Linked DNA regions of Sus scrofa: region 1 is linked to region 2. A link is a contact called in public HiChIP or PLAC-seq data. All regions are on one chromosome and are shown on one strand. The core of a region is the stretch at or near the end of the contact, and the rest is flanking DNA. Distances in the headings are between cores, read along the strand shown. Region 1 overlaps PLB1 (phospholipase B1, membrane-associated). Region 2 overlaps LOC106509865 (a long non-coding RNA gene).

Region 1 (4,380 bases), core at 1,168-3,667, 180 kb before region 2:
AGCCAGGCACAAAAGGCCCGTGGCCCTAACGTTCTTCTCCAAGGTTATTTTTTGTTAGTCTCTTTCCCGCGCCCTTCGCATAAGTCACACTGTACGACTCTGGATGTCAAGGGCTCTGCCATGCCACACCCCTCCTTATGCTTCTTTCTCCATCACCTGCCTCATTCTCCTTCATCTTTATCTCATCCTATCCTGAGTTCAAACACTATTTCCTCTATGAAGCCTACTCTGAACCACCAACCCCTACCACCACTGCCACCCACAGCCCTGGGGGTAAATCATCTCTCTTGATATGAAATGTTGAGAATGGGTAAATCCATAGCCAGAAAGCAGTGACCGTCACGGGCAGAGGATGGGGGTGAGGAGTGACTGCTTAGTGGGTGCACGTCTCCTTTGGGGCTCATCAATATGTTTTAGAACGAGCCACGGGCCATGGTTCCACAACACGGAGAGTTTACCCAATGCCACTGAATGGTTGACTTTAAAATCGTGAGTTTTGGAGTTCCCGTCGTGGCGCAGTGGTTAACGAATCCGACTAGGAACCATGAGGTTGCGGGTTCGGTCCCTGCCCTTGCTCAGTGGGCTAACGATCCGGCGTTGCCGTGAGCTGTGGTGTAGGTTGCAGACGCGGCTCGGATCCCGCGTTGCTGTGGCTCTGGCGAAGGCCGGTGGCTACAGGTCCGATTCAACCCCTAGCCTGGGAACCTCCATATGCCGCGGGAGCGGCCCAAGAAATAGCAACAACAACAACAAAAAAGACAAAAAGACAAAAAAAAAAAAAAGTTGTGAGTTTTATGTTAGGTGAACTTCACCTTGATTAAAAAAAAAAATAGCCAGTGGTATAAAGGCATTTCCCTTTTCACTTTAGAAAAACTGCTCTGATTTTTTTCTAAGATGATATTTTATTCCAAAGAGCAACAGAGCCTAGAATAGATGAAGTAGTGGGTTTCACCTCCACCACACCCCTCACCTTAGCCCCAGCTCACGTTGCCTGGGACTGCTTCACGCCCTGAGGGTAACTGCCCACCGTGGCATCAGGTCCCCCCCACACACCAGGGCCACCTTCCAGCTCCCCAGCCCTGAGTCCACGTGCCCAAGGGGGAGACTGGCTGGCAGACTCCACGGCTGCTACTGCTGAGCTTTTGGATAAGGATGGGCTTTTCATGGTGTGGTCCAAACTGAATTGCTTTGAAAAATGGACTTTGTCGCAGTTTTGCTGGAAGTTGCTCCTTTGTTTTCAGAAGAGACAGGAAGCCCAACTTGTGCTCATCTGTGTTTTCCTTCTCAGTTCACAGACTGAAGCTGGCTGACATCAAGGTCATCGGAGCCCTGGGTGACTCAATCACGGTGAGTTGCTGGTGGGAGAAGGAAGGGCCAGGAGAGGAGGAGAGTTTGGTTAATAGGAGAAGCTTTGATTCGTATCAAAGGATTGCAAAATACTTGACTTTATGATATGGTGCACAACTTTTTCTTTTTTTATTTATTGTCTTTTTTTGCCATTTCTTGAGCCGCTCCTGTGGCACATGTAGGTTCCCAGGCTAGGGGTTGAATCAGAGCCATAGCCGCCGGCCCACGCCACAGGCACAGCAACTGGGGATCCGAGCCACATCTGCAAACTACACCACAGCTCACGGCAAAGCCAGATCCTTAACCCACTGACCAAGGCCCGGGGTAGAACCTGCAACCTCATGGTTCCTAGTCGGATTCATTAACCACTGAGCCACAACAGGAACTCCAAGTGCACAACTTTTTAAAGAAGGGGTGGATTGTAGGGAGTTCCCATTGGGGCTCAGTGGGTTAAAAACCTGGCTAGTATCCATGAAGATTCGGGTTCGATCCTGGGCCTTGCTCAGTGGGTTAAGGATCCGGCATTGCCTTGAGCTGTGGTGTAGGTCGAAGTCGTGGCTCGGATCTGGCATTGCCATGGCTGTGGCGTAGGCTGGTAGCCGTAGCTCCACTCTGACCCCGAGCCTAGGAACTTCCATAGGCTGCAGGTGTGGCTGTAAAAAGACAAAAAGGGGGGAGGGGAGGATTGTGCCCTGAAACATGGCCTTTGGAAAACTGTACACTGCCGTCTAATTTTCAGAGCACTTCTGCCAGCCTGGATCACTAGCCTAGACACTTCTGTCACCTGATCCTGGTCTGGGCAGGAGTTCAAGCTCATTTCTGATGAGGCAGGATGCACGTCAAGACGTGGTACTGTCACAACTCTTGATTCTAAAGTGCCAGGCGTTCCAGCCCAGCTGGGACAAGAACAGGGGCACTCTGGTGGGCGGGGAACTCAACCCCCTGTTGTTCCCTCTCAGGCAGGTAACGGGGCCGGGTCCAGGCCTGGGAACGTCCTGGACGTCTTGACTCAGTACCGAGGTCTGTCCTGGAGGTGAGTGCAGGTGTGGCAACGCCCCGAGACGCCTCGTGGCAGGAAGGGGAGGACCCCTGAGCACGTAGAAGACAAGTTCTCTAGCAGAATGATGAGTCACCTATGCTGTTCCATGAGAAACTTCTAGGTTTAATTTAAGGAAGGTATTTATCAGCTTCCCCAAACCACTCGCTGCATTGCCCAAACAAGCTGGGACCTGAGCTGCAGCAGTTTCGGGGAAAAACTACTCAAATATTTGGGTTGGAAAAGACTTGGCTTGCACGTCTCCCTCTGGGCTGTGATCTCAGGAGGAGGCAGCAGCCTTCAGAACCAGAGTTGTGCCTGAGCCCCAGCCACCTCCTCTTGTGGCTTTGGGCAAGTTAATCAACCTCTCTGAGCTGGTCTCCTCATCTTTAATGCAGGGGCAACAATACTGCCTTAGCATTGTCTCAAGGCTTAGAGGGAATTTAAAGGCCCAGCACAGTACCTGACACCAAGGTACTGGGATCATTGTTAAAGGGCCTTCGTTTTACAGAGGAGGAAACAGGGCTCAGAGAGGGCAAGTAATCTGTCCAAGATCACACAGATAGTGAAAGAGCAAAAGGTAGAACAGATAATTCCTGACCCCTAATCTGGTGCATCTGCCACCATCACGTACAGTTTTGTGCAGGCTTGTTCCTGCTCTACCAGGAATCCAATCCAGGCCACCACAAGCTGCGGTGAGCCGCACCCCTGCGTTATCTCTGTGCTTTGAAAGCTCAGCTCCTGCCAAGCACGAGAGGGCAGGTTTGGTGTTTCCTCAGCCTGGACCCGGGATCTCTGGCACCGACTTGAACCTGAGTGTGGAAGCCCTGGCCTCCTGCCTGATGATGCTACACAGAGTCAAGCCCCAGACATTTTGAGAACCTTTGAAACAGTCCCAGACATCCTTAGAGAACGAGGAGATGTGGAAAAATGGGGAATCCAATCAGCTCTGAAATGCCGCCTATTTTCATGCCAAGAAACCATCCAACTTTGATTTCCTGGGAACTGGAGAAGTAGCTCTTAAGATGGCTTGTTCTCTGGAAGCTACCTTTTAGGGTTTTCCCCAAACCAAACAGGAAGAGAACCATGAAGGCAACCCCCCCCCCTTTTTTTTTTTTGTTTTAGCTGTGTTTTCAATAGTAATAATAATAATTAACAATGCACAGCTGCAGTCCCTAGCTGGGGCAGGGCTGGGCTCTGCATTCCAGAAAGGGCCACTTTCCCTCTGGAAGCCGGTGCTGGAGGGGACCCTTCCTTCCCCTGCCTCAAGGTCAAAGCTCAAAGTTAAAAACAAAGAACTCAGCCATGACGGTTTAAACCCGTGTTTTGTTTGGACCGTCCGGTTTGTGGGGCAAGGAGAGGGGACGTACTGTATTCTGGTTCTTTTTTTTTTTTTTCCCCAGTTTTTCTACAAAAATAAGGAGGAAAGGGCAAGCCCCCTGCTCCCAGGGCGTTTCTCTGAAGGTGAAAGGTGTTTCAGCGTCGCTGGCATTTTTAACCTTCCTTTTCTTTTTTGTCCCACCAACGCAGCGCTGGCGGTGATCATAATCTCAGCAGTGTCACCACCCTGCCAAGTGAGTACTGCCTGGGGTTCGGGGCGGGCTCGCGGCGGCCGTGCGCGTTTCTGCAGCGCCCCCTGGCGGCGCCGGTGGGCTTGGCAGGGAACCTGGCGGTAGGAGACAGCCGCGTTCGGCAGGGGGCGCTGCTTCGCCGAGGCAGCCTCCCTGCTCTGCTGCCTGAGCATAATTAAAGACTTCAGAGTTTTTTTTTTTTTTTTTTTTTTTTTTTTTAAGAGAAATTGTATTTGTCCAAGGAAGGAGGAGAGTAAGACGGAAAGAATGCTCAGGCCAACAGTTAGTGCAAGGCATTTTTAAGAAATGATTGAAGAAGGAAGGGAAGGAAATCCATTTTGGCTTTGCCTGTCATTCTGAGCAGAGCAGTTTCTGGGAGGCATCCATCTAGATGTGGGCTGCATTAGGCACCACTGCATACAATGA
Region 2 (4,436 bases), core at 1,829-4,328:
AATCCGACTAGGAACCATGAGGTTGCGGGTTCGGTCCCTGCCCTTGCTCAGTGGGCTAACGATCCGGCGTTGCCGTGAGCTGTGGTGTAGGTTGCAGACGCGGCTCGGATCCCGCGTTGCTGTGGCTCTGGCGTAGGCCGGTGGCTACAGCTCCGATTCGACTCCTAGCCTGGGAACCTCCATATGCCGCGGGAGCGGCCCAAGAAATAGCAACAACAACAAAAGACAAAAAAAAAAAAAAAAAAAAATTCTGTATTTAGAGCATCAAATCTGAATACGTAGAAGTAGGGAAATGGTTTGTCAAAGGATATATTTACCACAGAGACCTAAGAGCTCAGGTCCTTGGCCAAGGCTCCTTCTCCTCTGGACAGTATTTAGGAAGCTGCCACCAACTTCTGGCTTCTTAGGCTTGGGTTTTCCAAGCTATAGGCTGACTGCACCTCTGCCCTCCACCTCTGTCCATCCGGGCTTTCTCCAAACAATTGATTGCTTTATGCTTGTTAAACTAACAGTCACATTCTGGTGCTCACCATCCTGCAATTACCTCTGGGGTCGCCTTAGCAGAATGTGTAGGTGTTTCTAAAGTCCCCAGTTACACACTGGTTATCTATCAGTTTACTCCTTGACTTACATATCATGATGTGTGTGTGTGTGTGTGTGTGTGTGTGTCCCATTTAACTCTCAACAGGCAAGTTCATTTCCTACTTCCAGGTTTCTTTGGAAGCCATTACCCCATTTACTGCCAACAAAGGCATTTTTGAGCTCTTTGAAAAGAAAACCTTCAGTATAACTGTTTTTATTATACTTTAAAACTTAACTACCTAAATTCAGGCATTTAAGCAGTTTTTCCTAATTTCATTTTGTAATAACTTATTAGACTGAGCTAATGATGACAAATACCTAGTAAAGACTCTCAGTGTAACTCATCTGGTTTTTGACTACTATTAAATAGTCTTAAGCAATGAACTCAACATATCTTTTAAATCTCTGGTTTGTTTTCAAAGGAGGTGGATAAAAATATTTGGCTCTTAAGCAAAGAAATAGCTAGTTGGATGCCTCTGACAATCAGAATCAACCTCAGATCAGAAATGTATTTCTCCACTGTCTTTCTTTCTTGCCTCCCCAACAGCTCTCCTGTGTCAGGCATATTTTGGGAGCACTGCAGATACGAAAGTGAAAATATGACATAACAGATGATTCTTGACCTAGTGGGGCTCACATTCTAGTTGAAAGAGACAGACTATTAAAAAATAAAGAAAGATAAATATCAGCAGCTGATAAGTGCTCTACAGAAAACAGAATTGAATAATATAATAGAGATGGGAGTCATCAGGGTAAGCTGAGACCTGAATGAAAAGTCCGTGCCAATTATTGGGAAATGAGGGCAAAGAACATTACAGGTAGAGGAGGCCTGGGATAAGGCCCCTAAGGAGGAGCTGGCTTGGTGAGCTTGGGAGACAAAAGAAGGCCAGAGGGTGGTCAGCAAGGAGGAGAATGGGAATAAGAACAGATCTTCCGGGAGTTCCCATCGTGGCGCAGTGGTTAACGAATCCGACTAGGAACCATGAGGTTGTGGGTTCGATCCCTGCCCTTGCTCAGTGGGTTAACGATCCGGCGTCGCCGTGACCTGTGGTGTAGGTTGCAGACGCGGCTCGGATCCTGCGTTGCTGTGGCTCTGGCGTAGGCCGGTGGCTACAGCTCAGATTCGACCCCTAGCCTGGGAACCTCCATATGCCGTGGGAGCGGCCCAAGAAATAGCTAAAGAGACAAAAAAAAAAAAAAAAAAAAAAACCAGATCTTCCATCCAGAGCATAGCATGGGATGTGTGCAGAGGTAAATTCCTTGATAATTTCTTCATTTACCTGAACTGTGGAAACTAGAACTGCTTTACCATGCCTTACGTGTTTGCTCTGTTTTAAATATATATAATATGGAAAGGTGGGTGTGTAATATGGGTTGGTTCAGTCTCCATAGCATTGTCTCTGGCCAAAGTCATCTGTAAGTCTCTTCCAGATTTACCAGGTAATACCGTGTTCCAAATCAAGCAAATGACATCAGAGAAGAGCACAAGGGCAAGGACGTTAAAAATTCACCTCTATGCCCCTCAGTATCTCCGAGGTCACAGGTGTTTAAAAGCCAAGGGTGGAAGAGTAGGACCTAAATGAATGACTTTTTTTGGATTGTTTTATTAAAGTTGACAAACCTACCCCTTCAGAAGGATGGAGGTGTCAGGATTCTGGGTTTCAAAATGTGTCTTCTAGCTCAGTGATACTAAGGAAAGGATAAATCAGGCTTCAAAATGTATGTCGGCCCTGAAGTTTGCAGGTTCATAAACTCATTGTTTTTAGTTCAATCGGGAGAGAGCTGGCTCTGAGGAATTGATTCACATTAATCAGAGTTATAATAGACTAATTAATAAAGTACAATGCCTTTTATTCATTACCTATGAGAGTTATAACTACCGACTGAAATTCATGTTGTTGATCAGCACACACTCTTCCTCATAGGAAAATCAATTTAATAAATCAAATTAAAGTTAGATGATTAAATGTTAAATATGGAAGCTGAACAAATCAAGTTGGATGTCTTGAAAGGCTACATTCATTAAGAGTCGTTTTTCATTGCAAGAACACACAGTCCCAGCTGGGCACATGATCTACTATGCAGCTGGACAGGAAAGGTCAGTCCTGGAGAAACACTGGCAAATTTTTACTCCCAGCTTCTTCTTTTTTCTAGAACTGGGCCACTGATTTCCAAATGAAGGCCACCTACAGCAAATATTCCTTGAGTATTTATTTTAAAATGTATTTTTCCAGGCTCCATCCCACACTTCTGAGTCAGGATCTGTGGTTTTGGACGGAGAATATTGACTAAATTATTTTCCGGGGAAACCATAAGCACATCAATGTGTGGAAAGCCACTCCTGGCTGCTAAGCTATACAACCTTAGGCAAATTAGTTACTTAACTTCTCCAAGCCTTAGTTTATTTGTCTGTAAAACAGGGATAATAATAGGTCTTATCTTCCAGGGCTATTGCAGGGATGAAATGAGTCACTGGCATGTCTGGCACCTAGTAAGCCCTCAGCATCTGCTTGCTGTCATTATTATCACCACTATCATTGCCATCACATTCATTGTCATTATTCAGCCCACCACATTCATGTTTGCTCACAGATTTGATTTTCTTTTAAGTTAAGCAAAACCACGCTGATTGGTTACTCCAGGAAGGGAGACTATACCCTTGACAGAGTCTTAGTAGCATCTCCAGATTGTTTTTCATTGCTGACATTTCAGGGTTTCTGCTTCTTGAGGATGGAAAAGATGGTATCTTAAGACATTTCTGAATCATGCAGCAGAATGGATTTATTTTGGGGAAGGTTTCTAATGGCACTCACAGGGTTTGACTTGAAGCTTACTTTTGATCTCAGAATTTGGCACATCGGTGCCCCTGCTTTGAAAGCCAGGTTGCATCTTAGTTTGGGGCTAAAAGTTCTGTCTCCTGACAATAGCAACATACCAAGCTGTTTAAAGTCATTTCTTTAAATGTTGTCCTTGTTATGAACTACCCTTATATTGATACCTTCCCTTTAAAAAAATGAACATAATGTAGGAATAGAATCCTCTTGACTAGCATTTGGTGAGTGATGGTAATTCTAATTAAATCAGATGGAATCTTGGAGGCACCATACTGTGCTGGTACATTTGGAAGTAGAGTACAACATACCACGTTTGGTAACTTGTCAGAGTTCGTAAGCAGAACTTAGAACAGCGCCATTCCTATTTCTTTCTTCATCTGAATACTTCAGAGTGGGTTATAACCACTAATTAAGCCTCAAAACATCCCTGTGACATGGATAATTACACTAGTCATTCCTGCATTTTAGATGGGCATAACAGGAGGAAGAGGTTAAGTGAAGGTAATTCTTCAGGTTTCGCTGATTCAGCAGCAAAACCACTCAGGGAATTTTTGAAGCACTGCAACCTAAATAGTTCTGCAATGGGACTCCTTAAGTATAACACTTAAAATTGAGTTGTAATAGTATTGGAAGTCTGGCCACATCAATCAGACAGGAAAAAGAAATAAAAGGTATCCAAATTGGAAGGGAAGAGGTAAAATTGTCATTCTCTGCAGATGATCTGATACCCTATATAAAAAACTCTAAAAACTTCACAGAAAAACTATTAGAACTAATAGATGAAATCAGCAAGGAAGCAAGATATAAGATTAATATACAGAAATATGTTGCACTTCTTTACACTAACAATGAAATATCAGAAAATAAAAACAATACCATTTATTATTTATTTATTTATTTATTTATTTATTTATTTATTTTAGGGCCATGCCTAGGGTATACAGAAGTTCCCAGGCTAGGGGTCAACTGGGGCTACAGTTGCTGTCCTACACCACAGCCACAGCAACTTCAGATCTGAGT

The links. HiChIP or PLAC-seq counts read pairs in DNA pulled down with a chosen protein or histone mark.
Region 1: a contact with region 2 is called in an H3K27ac HiChIP or PLAC-seq map of skeletal muscle. The contact joins two enhancer-like sites. A contact is called at or near these places in 2 of 47 Hi-C or Micro-C datasets (retroperitoneal adipose tissue and skeletal muscle) and 1 of 2 datasets of contacts at active chromatin or transcription factors (skeletal muscle).

What each region holds. Positions count from the first base shown.
Region 1 is chr3:110,671,363-110,675,742 of Sscrofa11.1, reverse strand. PLB1 (phospholipase B1, membrane-associated) reads left to right here. Exons shown (of 59, transcript XM_021087673.1): 19 at 1,289-1,347; 20 at 2,307-2,380; 21 at 3,914-3,957. Among named protein-coding and RNA genes, the nearest start is that of PLB1, 68 kb to the left of the region's middle. Within about 2 kb of position 2,417, at least 4 of the 83 cell types and tissues checked have an H3K27ac peak or open chromatin away from gene starts, as enhancers often do. A contact at or near this core is called in skeletal muscle, where this site is marked.
Region 2 is chr3:110,493,208-110,497,643 of Sscrofa11.1, reverse strand. All of the region lies in intron 2 of LOC106509865 (a long non-coding RNA gene), which reads right to left. Among named protein-coding and RNA genes, the nearest start is that of PPP1CB, 21 kb to the right of the region's middle. Within about 2 kb of position 3,078, at least 1 of the 83 cell types and tissues checked has an H3K27ac peak or open chromatin away from gene starts, as enhancers often do. A contact at or near this core is called in skeletal muscle, where this site is marked.